2 separate regions of the Sus scrofa genome follow, and region 2 is linked to region 1. The links are chromatin contacts, called in public Hi-C maps. All regions are on one chromosome and are shown on one strand. Each heading gives the region's core, a stretch centred on a gene start, on an enhancer-like site or on the middle of the called end of the contact. The rest is flanking DNA. Distances are from core to core; before and after follow the strand shown. Region 1 holds the start of AGAP1 (arf-GAP with GTPase, ANK repeat and PH domain-containing protein 1). Region 2 overlaps AGAP1 (arf-GAP with GTPase, ANK repeat and PH domain-containing protein 1).

Region 1 (4,408 bases), core at 985-3,484:
GTGGATAATAATGCCAAGAACAGAAGCATCTTCGAATGGTTCTTAAGCCTCATGACATTAGCAATAACCCTGACACAACACAAGCGTGCCTTTCACTAACAGAAAAATGACAGCATCGTCACAGCCCCAAGCAGGATTCGCTGCTCACTGCTTTGGAGTCTTAATAAAAATGATAAGGACTCCAGCCAAGAAGGGGCCTAAGATCTCACGTCGTACAGGTGACATGGAGCTACCAGAAACCATCACCTGGGAGCCACAGGATGTTGGGGGAGGGGGAGAGGGGTTCGAGAAGAAGGAAAAGGAAAGAAAAACGAAATCACATTCCCTTGCTGGAAAGTCAAACTGCTTCGCAGGAAGTCCTCGAGACTCCAGAGTTGGGCTTCAAGGATGGGAAACGAAAACGAGGCAGCACGAATCACACTCAGCTAGAGGTCTCTGCACGGTGACAAGGTGCTCTCAGCCAGGTGCGTTCAGTCCTTGGCACCAGCTTTCAAAGTGTTTCATCAGACTCCTGTGGATGCTGCCAGAGAGCTGCGGGCAGGCGGCTGAAACAGGCACGGTGGCCCTTGACCTGAACGGGCACAGAGCCAGAATGGGCAGCGGAGGGACATCTCTGCAAGCTCACCGGGCCATCGGCAGCCTGTGCGGGTCCCATGCCTCCCACAGTTTTGCCAGGGACACACCAGAGCCTCTGCCTCTCGAGGAATCTGGAAGCATCTTAAATTGCCAACAGGGAGGCCAGGTGCTCTGAGCGCCAGGCCCACAGAAGGCTGGAGCACCATTCAGATCCTCCCCAGGAATCAGCTGACCCCCTATGAGTGCACTCGGCCAATCAGCAACCTGGCTGGGACACCGTTCAAGTCCATGGGGGCTGCCAAATGCCAAGAGGATCAGCACCACCAAATCCACCTTCTCAGTCGAACCGGCCAAGCGTCAAACCAACTGCTCTGGGGTTAGCAGTTCAGACTGCACGGTGCCAAAGCGAAGCTTTCCCGCGGCCCCTGCCCTGTGGCTTGCAGACAGGGGGGGAGCGGGGCGAAGCTGCCTGCGGCTGGGCTTCAGACACACTTCTGCCAGGCCTGGAACCTTCTCAGTGTTCCTCAACTGCGGCTTTTGGTTAGGCCATTTCTAGGTTACGGATAACCCAGCCGTCAAACCTTTTACCGCCACTGGCCAACGACAATGAGACAATCTGGAAGCGGAGGAGCTGAGAAATAACCATGGTGACGCCAGAGAGAACAGGAGCCCAGGAGAGGCAGACCCAGGCTCCACCTCTCCTGAGGGTCACAGCCTTGCCAGACTTGCAGGAAGGGTGGGTGGGTGGCCTCCCAGGGCAGGTGTGTGAAAGTGAAACCCAGAGAGAGGGGTCTTCTAAATTGGCCCAGGACTTCTGGGAGAAAACACTCTGTAGAGGAAGCCAGCCTCTCTCTGCACAGCGGCAGGTGGACCCCCACGGGGATACGATGCTGTCTGCAGCTTGGGCTAAGTTCAGCAGCCTCCACTGTGTCCCCGAAAAAGGCAAATCCACCAAAGGAAGAGCCTGCCCACCCCACGCCCCCCAGCAGCAGCTCTTCTCAAAAAGACCTCTTCAACGTCCAGCAAGACGCTCAGCTCCCCGCCTGGTAACCTGTCACAGACCAGTGGCGCCGACCCCTCCGGCTGGCCCCAGGCCTCGACTGGACCAGATCACTCGGGTGGCCCAGGACGCGACCGCACGGAGCCACTTTCTCACTGGAGACTCTACTGCCCATTATCGCATTAGCGCCGCGATCCATCTTCCCTGGCAAGGCTGGCGGCGCGCTCGCCCGGCCCTCGGCCTCCCCCTCGGCTCTCGCCCGGCCTTGCAGGGTGAGAAGCACCGCAGTGCTCGCTCGGCCGGGCAGCCGTGTGCCAAGGCCCGGCGCGTGTGTACACACGCACGCACACGCGCGCGCGCCCCGCCGCGCCGGGGGCGCCCGCTCCCCCGCGCTCTCCAGGAGCCCCGCAGCGGCGGCTCGGCCCTCACCTTCGATGGCGATGACGTGCTCCCGGATCTGGTTCTGCAACACCGGCTCCTCCACGCGCTCCAGCAGCTCGTAGATGGAGTAGATGTTGGGGTGGACCGACTCGAAGCGCTGGATCTCGGCCCGGATGGCAGCCGAGTTGGCCAGCTGCTGCTGGTAGTTCATGGTGCAGGCGCCGCGCCCGGAGCCGCGCGCCCCCCGCCGCCGCCGCCGTCCCGCGCCCCGGGGCCCGCGGGCCGCCGAGCCTGGGGCGCCGCAGCCCCCGGGGAGCCGGGCCCGCCGCCGGCGGCGGGCGGAGGAGGCGCGAGAAGAAAGGAGCGGGCGGAGCAGGCGCGGGGCCGGCCCGCCGACTCAGTTCATGGCCGGGACGCGCGGCCAGCGAGCGAGCGGGCCCCGGCGCCCCGGGTCAGCGGGCCCCCATGGAGCGCGCCGCGGCGGGCGCGGCCGGCCCCGGAGGAGGCTCGCTCGGGCTCCTTCCTGAGCCGCAGCCGCCTTCCACCCCTAGGCGCTGCCCCGCCGAGCAGCCATTAAAGCCCAGGCAGCCGCCGCGCTCCGAGCGCTGGGGCCGAGGGCCGGCCCCCGGGCAGTGGCCGCGCCGCTCGGGATGCCCGGCCGCCGCGTGGGTCCGCGCGCTGCGTGCTGCGCCGCCCGGCGCGCCGGGGCCCCCGCGCGGAGCCCGCCGTGCGCCGTCCGCCGAGCCGGGACCGAGCCGCAGGCGCCGTGCAAGCCGCGGAGCCCTCGCCGAGCGCCGCCCGCCGCCTGCCCGGCCAGCCCCCTCCCTGGCACGCAGGGCTCAAACCCACGTCGGCCCCGCCTCCGCCAGCGCCCCGCCCGCCCGCGCGCTCGCTCGCCGCCCGCCGCCGCTGCTGCGTCCTCCGCGGCGCTTCCCAGCGCGCCGGATCCCGGGGAATTGCGCCAGGCTCCGCCCCGCGCCTGCCTCTGGGCTTCCTGGGACTTGTAGTCCGCGGCGCGCCGCGTCGGCGCTCCGCCGGGACCGCGGGGAGGGGCGCGCTCGCCGCTCGGGGCAGGCGCGGAGTTGGGGCCCGGGGGCCGAGGAGCGGGGCTCTCCCACCCGCGGAACCGTGACGCGCCCGGCTCCCGGTCCTGGCGCTCCGCTGGTCCCGGCGCTGTCCTGCTGCTGTCCCCGGGAGGCGGTGCGCCAACCCGCCCGCGTTTTTGCTTCTAAGCGGCCGGCTGCGGGAGCATTTGCGACTCGCCTTGTCCCCCGGCCGCACTTTGTTCGCTCCCCACCCCGCCCCCCATTTTTAAACTTTGTATCTCCTTTTGCGAAAGTCACACGCGTGCTTCCTCTTAATAAACTAAATTTCTTCCCGAAGGCGAAGAGCCGCCTTAGCCGTGGCGGCGTGGGTGTTCACACTCCTCGAGTGAAGTTTAGACGGGGACGCGACGTGCAGCGAAATACCACGGAAGCTCCCTTAGGCATCCTCTCCCTTTAAAATAAAAAAATAAAAATAAATAAATTGGAGGTATGGGTCTCAAGCTGCAGCCTGATCTGCGTGGGTCCCCAGCCTGCTCACCCCCACCCCAATCCCCTGTAAGCTCAGCCCGGGAATCCTGCGGAGCTGGACCGCACAGCAAGAAGGTTCCAGGCAAACGGGACTGTTGCAGACGTGCTGAGCACTGGGGCCAAGTTTATGAGCCCGGGCCTAGTCCCTGCCCTGACCTTTCCAAGCGGTTTTTTGGAAGCACTTGGTCCGCGCCCCCTGCCCCCGCAGCCCTGATCAAAGCCAGCTGAGCCTTCACCTGGCTCACCTGCCACCTGCGTGTGGCTTCTGCAGCCTGGTATCCATCTTCCCCGAGTTACACCCACTGGGCTCACAATTCCCCCAGACAAACGTGCCGATGGTCTTCAGCACCCTGAGCTCGTGCCCTCCCCCCATTCCTGATCCCTACAGCATCCCTGACACACTAATCTGCCTCTGGCTTTACTCTCAGCCTAAGTAACTGCAGTAACTGAGGTGCCCACAATGTGGCCTCATCGAATTTAACCTGTCGGCAGTCCTGGAACCCTTCTTCTCCTGGCTGCTAGAATAACATGCTCGCCAAGCTTTCCTACTACCTTTCTGGCTTCTCAGTCCCTTTTGTGATCCCCTCTGACTCCCCTAACCTCTTAAATATGGAGAGCGAGCAGCTAGGGCTCCTTTCTGGGTCTCTTCTCTTTTCTATGTGTGGGGATCTCTCTTTCGGCTTTGAATATCCTATACAGGTTCATGAACCACAAAGTCCTACCTCCAGTCCAGCCCTCACCCCTGAATCACAATTTCGTATCCAATTGCCTCTTCATCATCTCTGGGATGCCGGCTGACAATTTAAATCTAACATGTCTGGAGCTGAATTCTGGCTGCTCCCTCCCCGTGCTTCTCCTGAAATCTTTGTCCCAGCTG
Region 2 (4,693 bases), core at 802-3,301, 74 kb before region 1:
TTACTTGGGGAAGATGCGAGGGGGAGTCTGAAGACAGGGGGGACGGGAGACGGAGATCTACACACGGAGGGGGGGCCCAGGGACAGCTCAGATGGCCCCACGCGGGCTCCAGGGCATGTGAGCCCCATCAGTGTCAGCAGGATGGGCCCAATGCAGCCAGACCTTCATGCCAGGCCAACCACCGGAACAGGGCCCCCAGGGACGTGCCCTTAAGTGGGCATCTCTTCCTGAAGACGCCATAGCTGGTGGTGCCACCCAGGGAAGGGCCCCCAGCAGCCTGCAGCCGTCTCTTCATTCTCCACACCCCCAGTCACGGTACCCAAGCCTGCCATCAACGGCCTTGAGGTCCCGGTGGCTGTCACCACACAGCACATCACAGGGGCACACAGGACACAGTTCTTAAAGCCAGATGCGAGGTCGACTCATGCAAGTCAGGCCATGCCTCGGGGTCTTGCAGAGAGCACCTGCTCACTGAGCACCGCCTGCCTCTGTGACTAGGAGACACTACGCTCACAAACCAGTGTGCCCAGGGCACGCAATGACCACGACACACACGCAAATACTAAGTGCATTAACACACACTGGCTGGGTACCGCCTCCCAGCCCCAAAGAGCAGCTTAATTTAAAAAGCCCGGAGAGGAGTTCCCATCATGGCACAGTGGTTAACAAATCCGACTAGGAACCATGAGGTTGCAGGTTCGATCCCCGGCCTTGCTCGGTAGGTTAAGGATCCGGCGTTGCCGTGAGCTGTGGTGTAGGTCGCAAACGTGGCTTGGATCCCGCGTTGCTGTGGCTGTGGTATGGGCCAGTGGCTACAGCTCCGATTAGACCCCTAGCCTAAGAATCTCCATATGCCGTGGGAAGCGGCCCTAGAAACGGCAAAAAGACAAAAAATAATAATTAAAAAAAAAAAAAAAAAAAAAGCCCAGAGAATGACCCTGGACACAGGGTCATGGCACAGAGGTGAAGATAATTAAGCCCAAACCTATCCCTGCCCTTTGCCCGTGGGGAACCCAAGGCCCAGAGCCACACAACTGACGGAGTTTCAGCAGCACAGTGAGCCAGGCCTCTGGGGCCCCAGCCCTTGGTGCTGTGCCTGCTGGTCACCAGATGTCACCAGATATTTCGTTCTTGCTAAACGCTCGGCCACCTGATGCTAAGTGCTATTCCCAAGGCTGCTTTCCAGCTCAACTCCCAGGTGGCAAGCTTGTCACTTGAATGGTTCAAGTCCCTGTTCCTCCACAAGAACCCAGAGGCAAGAGCATGCCACATGCCTCCTTTCCAGATCACACCCCCGGGGTGGAGCTGCTGCGGGAAGAAGGCAGTACTTCCAGGTGGGCTGGGCTTGGTCAGCTCTGACCGCTGTCACAACCCGCCACAGACCGGGTGGCTTAGACCACAGACACTTCTGCTCACAGTTCCTGAAGCTGGGCAGCCCTAGGTCAAGGTGATGGGCATTTGGTTTCTGGGGAGAGCTGCTTCCTAGTGGGCAGAAGGATGCTTTCGTGCCATGTCCTCAAAAGATGGAGAGCACTCTGACTGGTGTCTCTTCTTTCAAGGGCACCAAGCCCATCCTGGGGACCCCAGCCAGCCCAGTGACCTCATCTGAACTTAATTACCCCCCCCAATATCATCACATTGGGGTTTAGAGCTTTAACATGTGAATTTGGGGGAGACGCAGCTCAGTCCACAGCAGGGTCACCAACGCTCTGTCGTTAGCAGAACTTCACAGATACAGAAGAGGAGAAACTCCTGCTAAAAACTCGAAGCTTCTCTACCTGGCCAATATCATGTTTGGTTCCTCTCGCCAGGATCTGTCGGTCGGAAGTTGCAGCCAAGTGCCAGCAAACTGGCCGTGGACATGCACGTCCACCTCCCCGCCTCCTCAAACGCTGCATCCTCACTGCGGGCCGACTCGACCACCCCTGCCACCCCACCTTCAGACCCGCAGGTCCCTCCGCCTGCAGTTCACTGACCCTGGGGGCCTCTGGCCCTGTGTTGCCACAGCCTTGCCTGCCTGCACCTGTTTTCCTGGGTGCTCTGCTGGGACTTTGGCCCCTGTGGACACGGACCACACGTGACCCTTAGGGAGTAAGAAGCAGCTGCCCAGCAGAGGGGATCCTAGAAGGCAGAGCTGTCCTCTATCGCTTTTGAGTCTCACGGCCAAGCAGATGCATGAGACAGCAGGTCAACGGTCTCAACATGGGGTCCAGGGAAGGGGCTTCAGAGGGTCTGTGAACCCCTGGAATTGTCTGGCAAGCTGCTGTGTGAGTGAGTACCTGTCGATCTTTCTATAGTATGGACCCCAAAAGTTAAAGAACATCTATCAAGGCGCTGTGGGGACAGGACCATGTGTGACAGCCTCGGCGACAAGGAAAGTAACTGCTTGGTACATCTCCCCACTGGTAAGTCCCAGCTCTGAGAAAGGCCATCAGTGAAATGAAATGCCCACTTGTATTGTGACATCACTGGCATGAAAACTGAATTGTAAAGGAAAAGTAATACTTGGGTCTTGTGTGTGTGTGTGTGTGTGTGTGTGTGTGTGTGTGTGTGTGTGTGTGACACATTAAAAGCAACACAGAGAGGAGTTCCCACTGTGGCACAAGGGGATCAGCAGCATCTCTGCAGCGCCAGGATAGAGGTTCCATCCCCAGCCAGGATAGTGGGTTAAAGGATTGGCGTTGCCACAGCTGCAGTGTCGGTCTCAACTGCAGCTCAGATCTGATTCCTGGCCCGGGAACTCCATCTGCTGTGGGGCAGCCAGAAAAAGAAGGGGGGGAAAAAAAAGCAATACAGAGAAAGACAAATATTACCCAACATCACTTGCATATGAAATCTAAAAAAAATGATGATACAAACGAACTTATTTACAAACCAGAAACAGACTCACAGACACAGAAAACAAACACAGTTACCAAGGGGAAAGGTGGGGAGTGGCGGGCGGGGGGAATTGGGGGTTTAGGATTAACAGGTGCACACTACACGACATAAAACAGACCACCAGCAAGGACCCACTCGACACGGGGAACAGTACTCAGCATCCTGTAGTCACCGCTACGGGAGAGAATCTGAGAAAGAACATACGTTACAACTGAATGACTCCGCTAAACGCCCGAATCTAACACAACATTGTGCAAATCAGCTCCACTTCCATTTTCAAAAACTAAGTATCTGGCGTGATCTTAACACGCTACAAAGTCTGTGAATGAAAAAAAGCAAAGTATTCCTTTCAGGAACATTGTTTTAAAAGACTGGCAATCAAGAAGGAGGTGATGTGGCTTTCAGAGCGCGCCCCTCCTGCCCCAACAGGATCAAAGCGGACAGTCACCCAAGACGCAGACGTAAATGGCATCTCCGGGGCTGCACCCCAAATCTGCAAAAGAGGACACGTCCACGCACGTTGGGTTCCCTGGACGGGTCGAGACGCCCGAGAATTTACAGGAAGCCATCCCTTAACATACCGGATGCTATTAAATAATAACAACGTATTTAAAACCTCCTAAAGTTCAAACTGCTACATAAATACAACTTGACTTTGACCTTACACACCCTGTGGCTTTCCTGCTGCATGACACATACGACGCAGGGGAATGGGTTTGCTGCCTCCAACCACTAAGACGACAGGCGAACCAGCAGGTGCTGGAGCTGGCAGGGAGCAAAGGCAGGCCGTGTGGCCTGGACCAGTCATCCAGCCACCTCGGGTCAATCTCTCCCCACCCCCCACCATGCATGGGGCGAGCCAGCCCCAGGGTCCCGTGGCTCTAACAGGAGCGATTCGCAGGGCCCTGTGGTCAGACGATGCTGCTTCCGAGTCCACGACCCGCTGCTCGAGGACCTTTGGGGTCACTACCTGAGACCTTGTCCATCCACACACCAGCTCCGACACCAGACGTGCGGGGTTCTCCCGCATTAATAACTGATTCTCCAACTCCGCCAACACCAGCTTGGTGTCCAAGATTCCAGTGGATTCTGACACCGGCCAAAATCAGCGTCAGACCCCACAGGTTCAGGCCTGGTCCCACACGGCTGCCCCCGCCCCAGACGCCCATCGGAGTCAGTGAGACCCCTCCCACCCTTCTCTACGACCAGCCATTGATCGGGGTTCCCACCTCTCCTCCTGTCGAGAACGTATTAGAAGGGCTCACAGAACTCTGGAACCACTTACTCACCAGTTTATCAGAAAGGCTTCAACTCAACAGTCAGATGATGAGGGATGTGAGTGGGGGGGGCGCTGGGGCTTCCGTGCCCCCTCCAGGTGCGCCCGCCCAGCACCCGCAGACGTTCGTTGTTCACGAGTTTTGACAGAGGAGTTCCCACTGTGGCTCAGCAGTGAATGAACCCGACTGTTGTCCATGAGGATTCGGGTTCAATCCTGGCCTCGCTCAGTGGGTTAAGGATCTGGCATTGCTGTGAGCTGTGGTGTGGGTCTCGGACGCAGCTTGGATCCTGCGTTGCTGTGGCTGTGGTGTGGCCAGCAGCTGTAGCTCTGATTTGACTCCTGGCCTGCGAACCTGCATATGCTGCAGATGCAGCCCTAGAAAGCAAAAAAAAAAAGTTTTTATAAAGATTAATCTCCGGGAGTTCCCGTCGTGGCGCAGTGGTTAACGAATCCGACTAGGAACCATGAGGTTGCGGGTTCGGTCCCTGGCCTTGCTCAGTGGGTTAAGGATCCGGCGTTGCCGTGAGCTGTGGT

The links. A called contact is a pair of places that touch in the nucleus more often than the background predicts.
Region 2: a Hi-C map of liver shows a contact between it and region 1, with 1.7 times the contacts expected there. The contact joins the enhancer-like site here to the promoter of AGAP1 in region 1. A contact is called at or near these places in 8 of 47 Hi-C or Micro-C datasets (embryonic fibroblasts, fetal skeletal muscle, heart right ventricle and 4 more) and 1 of 2 datasets of contacts at active chromatin or transcription factors (skeletal muscle).

Annotation. Positions count from the first base shown.
Region 1 is chr15:135,440,266-135,444,673 of Sscrofa11.1, reverse strand. AGAP1 (arf-GAP with GTPase, ANK repeat and PH domain-containing protein 1) reads right to left here and starts at 2,234. Exons shown (of 20, transcript XM_021075538.1): 1 at 2,006-2,234. The coding sequence starts at 2,168.
Region 2 is chr15:135,513,734-135,518,426 of Sscrofa11.1, reverse strand. All of the region lies in intron 1 of AGAP1 (arf-GAP with GTPase, ANK repeat and PH domain-containing protein 1), which reads right to left. Among named protein-coding and RNA genes, the nearest start is that of AGAP1, 74 kb to the right of the region's middle. Within about 2 kb of position 2,051, at least 4 of the 83 cell types and tissues checked have an H3K27ac peak or open chromatin away from gene starts, as enhancers often do. A contact at or near this core is called in liver, where this site is marked.